Linked DNA regions of Hordeum vulgare: region 1 is linked to region 2. A link is a contact called in public Hi-C data. All regions are on one chromosome and are shown on one strand. The core of a region is the stretch at or near the end of the contact, and the rest is flanking DNA. Distances in the headings are between cores, read along the strand shown.

Evidence for each region. A called contact is a pair of places that touch in the nucleus more often than the background predicts.
Region 1: a contact with region 2 is called in a Hi-C map of leaf, with 5 times the contacts expected there. The contact joins the promoter of LOC123444709 here to the enhancer-like site in region 2. A contact is called at or near these places in 4 of 6 Hi-C or Micro-C datasets (leaf and seedling) and 1 of 1 datasets of contacts at active chromatin or transcription factors (embryo).

What each region holds. Positions count from the first base shown.
Region 1 is chr3H:527,644,490-527,647,189 of MorexV3_pseudomolecules_assembly, forward strand. It overlaps LOC123444709, which reads left to right and starts at 1,253. Exons shown (of 2, transcript XM_045121520.1): 1 at 1,253-1,975; 2 at 2,598-2,700. The coding sequence starts at 1,522.
Region 2 is chr3H:527,497,131-527,499,830 of MorexV3_pseudomolecules_assembly, forward strand. No RefSeq gene overlaps it. Among protein-coding and RNA genes, the nearest start is that of LOC123444705, 62 kb to the left of the region's middle. Within about 2 kb of position 1,296, at least 2 of the 3 cell types and tissues checked have open chromatin away from gene starts, as enhancers often do. A contact at or near this core is called in leaf, where this site is marked.

The DNA.
Region 1 (2,700 bases), core at 3-2,502, 150 kb after region 2:
TATATCACCGGGCGAACTCATGATGGTGGTACATATATAAATGTGCACACAAGCCCGCGCCAGCGATGCGTCGAGGCTTTGCATGCTTGCCGGTGTCGCAGAACGTACCAGCAGCACGTTGAGACAAAACTGTCGTGTCTTGATCGCTCCATGTGCTTATGGATGGATCTGGAACACCGCAGATCTGAGCAAATAATGTTGGCGACGTTCTGGATCTCGTCCCCGGTCAGAGAACCGCGTTATACACGTTGCTGGTGGAGGGGCGAGATGCAGATGCGTCGAGTTATTGCCTTGCGCAACTGAATGTGCCGGGAAGATTCTTTAACACGTCAGTACGAACACGCAAGCTAGAGTCGGGTGAAGCATTGAAGCGGATGCTCCCAACTAGGCAACCAAGGTGGAGAGGACAGTGCGTGCATCATCGACGACGCGTCTGCACGAGTGGCACGAGGTATAAAAAGAATGCTACTCCTCCTCTAGGTATGCCAGATCCAACAACACGAGTGGCACGAGGCGCTGATGAGCACGAACAGGTGTCCAAAAGCGGACAAGTGTGAGGTGTGTCTTGGTTGCACACAATCATTCAGATAAACTTTCCATGTATACAAGCTAAATAGATACTCCCTCTACCTAAATAATTGTGGTTGGAAAGAATCCCCAACTACAATTATTTAGATTGTATAAAAGCGTTGTAAGTGAAATCTTCTGGTCACTTAACCACCATCTAGCTACGGAAATGTAAAAGTGTTGTCAGTCCTGCTTCGCCTAAGGGCATGTACAATGGAAGCAACACCTAGTGGTGGTCTCAAGTGCCACATCAGCTCAGGCTATAGCACACACACACACAAAAAAATCCGACGCATGTGATGTCATGTGGGAGCCTGTTGAGGTGAGGAAAAATATTCAAAGGAGAGTACCTAAAAGAAAATTTGACAACTGCACTCTAGTAGTCTAGATCTCTCTTATCAACTATCTACAGGACCATACTTTTTCAATGAAGCGGTTGGCTCCTTGCAGGATGCACCTGGCACCTGCAACCTAATGTCTTTTTGGTCAGCCTTGTCCACGATGGCTCGTCTCCGACGTGGAACACGTGAAGCACCCTCCAGGCTGGCGCGTTGTACATGCCCTAACAGACAGGTCAGCATTGGAAGCCCAAACAACATATGGTGGTACCCCAGAGAAAGAGTAAAATAATTATACCAAACATAAATAAAAACAAAATAAACACTCGTAATAATTGTACGCGTTTTCCACAGAACAGGGGCCCGAGAAAATGCTTCGACTAGCACCGTCTTTGGACTATGCTTTTCCCGCTCCTAGTGCCACAACTTTTAGGATTGATTCCATTACCACAGGGAAGCAACAAAGTAAACAACACGAAACAAGTCATTATCATCGTCTTGGAATAACTTTGCAGCAAGGTAAAGGGTGCCTACGGGATGATGATAAATCTCCGCATCGTATCCCCTCCCCTGGTCTCCATCACATCCTACAACGCTCTCGCCCTCCCTCATACAAATGAAAAAGCTATCAGTCGAGTTCTGCATAATCTCCGCGCGCGGTCTAGGCCGCAGATCGTCGCTGCTGAAGCCACAATGGTTCTCAGTTGGATGGGTTGATCCCAGCAGCAAGTACTGCACCAAGATTGACGCATCAGGAAACTCAAATGCAAGCTGGGGCACCAAGTTCTCAGTCTCGGTGGACGAACATGATATGGCCCAGAAGCAGATGGAACTAACAGTTGAAGTCTACAGGAGAGAGCCCATCTTCCTAAGGGAGCATCTCCAGGGAGCTGCAGTTGTGCAGATGAAGGAGTATCTTGAGAAATTCGCACATGGTGAGGAGCGTTCTGAAGTCATTGAGGAGACTGGCAGTTTCCAGCTTAGGAGGAGGAAGTCAGACAAAGCTCATGGATTTGTGGATATATCCATCCGAATCTGCAACCAAGAAGATGATCATGGTCGGTTTTCAGGTAAACAGAAATTTCTGGTTTGCAATGAAAGAATCTGTCTGATTTGGCATCTGCCATTCGATATCGTGATCAAAACACCTTCACAGTAGGAGTGTAGGCAACATGTATCATTTTCCAAATCTTCCACACAGCACAATAGAATGTCAGTCAGACCTAAAATAACAATAATACCAGGAATCGGTGTTGTTTTTGGTTAACAAATACTGTATGTTGCAAAAAGTTCAGTATGTAACTTAACATCATAGGCTCACAGCAATAATAAAAGTATATGGTGTATCTTTATCGGCACATTTGACCACAATCTGTAAGGAAATGACCAACACATTTTTTTGACAAAAAAGCACAGCGTGCTTGATCCATTGATAGGCTTTAGAATGTACAGAGAATGACCAGCATTTACTTGTTCTTTAAAACATAATAACAGTGTTAGCAGAACAACGATTAAAAGTCAGTAGGATTGGTGGAGTATGCTGCCATGCTATAGTCATGGGATCTATTCTGATTCTTACCATCAAAAGGGTAAAAGCGCATGCTCAAAATATAAAGCACATGAATTAAGACGAGCTTCAAAACTACAATATCATAATTACTTTAACCTATACCATCTTCCGTTGATTTGCAGGATTATCTGAAGGATTGAAGAACTCCGATCAGGTCGGCATCACATTAGCTATAGAAGATGGACCAGTTTATAATTATCCACCACCACCCTACAACCATTATAG
Region 2 (2,700 bases), core at 46-2,545:
ATTTTTTTTAAAGCAACTCTAACAGACCCCGCATTCCGTTCCGACCCAGAAAATAACCGTCAAAATGCGGGTTGGGGCGAAAAAACCCTGTCCGATCAGACCCTGCATCCCGCCCAGGCCCGCAAATATTTTTGCGGGGCGCGGCAAAATCTCGGCCCCAACCCGCGTATTCGCGGGTTTCCACCTCGCCGTTGTGGTGTTCTGCATATAAGCGGAAGCGGTTGGTGGGAAACATTTCAGCCCGCGCAAAAGCATATTCCACGAATATGCATTTTACGGATCCGTTATGCGGTGGCTGCATCCGCGGCCGTGTGCACCGGTTCGTAAAGGTGTTTTTCCGCAAACTACAAACACATGAGGCGGACGGATACAAGGTCTGCTAGAGTTGCTCTTATCTGCGTATTTAACAGCAGAACGAACATCCCAAACAGGGCTAAGGGATGCGACAGGGAGGCCATGGAGCTGTTGATCTCGCGTGTTTGGGCAATGGCAATGTCTATATCCTGGGATCAAACTCCGACGCCCTCGTATGATTGTTGGTCTCCCCGATGTTCCAGTTCCTTTTGTGCGTAGGTAGCGGACCTCCTGCGAACCGTCACTATTGCATCGGTTAAACTGTTCAGAACTTTGTATACTTGTCTGTTCGTTTGGTTGTACTACTCCGTTTTAGTTTATAAGTCCGGCACGTGTATCTAGGTCATCAATTTAACCAACTTAATGAGATGCATATATTACAAAATATATATTATTAGAAATATTAGATGTTCTATTTTCTAATGATATAATTTTTATTTTAAACAATATATTTTATATAAGTTTAATTAACGACCTAGATACACGTGCATGCCTTATAAACTATGACGGAGGGAGTACTGCTGAATTCTGCATGATGGCTTTATCTGTAAAACCGGACACATGTTGTTTCTCTATAAGAAAAGTGTTAAGTTAGTGCAATCAAAAAAAATATGAAGGCCAAATTTTGATGACTCATTTGTGCATGGTATCCACAACCTCCGAAAACTCTGAAACATAGTCGTTGCTCTAATAGCCTCTTCAATAGACGCTCAAAAAAACTTTTTGGATGCCGAAATAGCGTTTTAGGACACTGAACATACCCCTCGCAATCTCCCATGAATCCAAGATAGCCACATGAATTCCATTCGAAAGGTCACCAAATTTGCTGGCGTCCCTTGGGCCGCCCAAGTGCTAAATTTGGGAGCAGGTCGCTGTTGTGAGAAAAGCACTGGCTGGCACTCTCCGGATGCAGACCTGCCTAGCCGCAGGAACCCTCACGCCACGTACGTCCTTCTCGTCCCTCTCCCATTCTCTCCTTCAACTCCCTATGTCCTTCCGTACTGCTGCCACTCGCTCGGATGTCAAAGTCAAACAGTCGTACCCATCGGATCAGTCTCTGATAGACACCGGCCGGGCACGTGCACCGCATCGCCGTGTTAGCTGCGCGTGGGAGTTAGGTGCATCGCATCGACAGAGCATAAACTTCTTGGCTTGAAATGAAACGCCAAATGGATACCGACATCATGAACACACCTTCTGTCTCTGTATTACTCACTCCCGTTTTTAAACATAAATCTTTTAAAAGATTTCATTAAATGACTACATACGAAGTAAAATTAGTGAATCTATACATATTTATATACATCTATATGTAGGCCCCTAGTGAAACCTTTAAAAAGATTTATATCTACGAACGGAGGGAATAGTTAGGATACATCCAGCCAACGCCAATATATAAAGAAAAACGCCATCAATAACAAAGTCATATCAACTGAAGGAAAAAAGAAAGAAAAAAGAACTCAAAGCCATCAAATATGCACCTCTCACCACCTGTCCTAGGTCGACTGAAGTGGTACCACAAAGCTAGGTTGATGCATGAAAGCTAGGAAATCGCGCGAATATCTTCACAATATCGCTAGGAAATCTAGGGCAAGAAAAGGTGGCGAGCATCGTCGTCGTCGCCGCCGCCCCCGGAAGCAACCGCGGTGAACCGTCCCGGCCTGGCGGCTATACGCACGCTGTCTTGCGACGACGGCGACGTCGTCTTGGAGGCCTCCCGTCCATTTCAGGAAACGAATCCCAACTGCTTTTTCATTTGTCTAGCCGAGCTCTCGTCTGGTACGTAGCACGGCTAGCGATCCATCCGAGCTTAGCCATCTCTATCTATCTATCTACTGTATACATTAGTAGTGTTCATCACTAAGTGTGGCACTTAGCTGATGGAGTAAGAAAAACCCTGCCGCTTTTTGTTGGAAGCAAGTGGCAGCAGGTTTACTTGGGTAGGGCGATTGCATGCCCGGGCCTGCCCCAGGTGCTGTCTCCCCTGGTTCTGCTCGTCGCTTGTCTTACTCTTCCGTTCGTGTGCGCGCCCAAAGCATATAGCCGACATGTTTGATGACTACCTGTTCCAACTTCCACGTACTACTTACCAGAAGCCATATGAAATTCTGCACCGATCGTCAGCGCGTCGAAAATGACTCTTATTTCCCTTTTCTTTTACGCAAAGTAGGCATAAAGGCCCTGGAGAGAATATATTATTGGACCTAGAAGAGGCATCGTGGATTGCATCACCCTTTATGAGCCCATGCCTTCAAGGGATGCATCCCATAACTTATCTAGATAACCCAACGCAAATATAAAATACTTTGGGGGGACAAAATAATCCCTGCATAAGATTTTAAATAC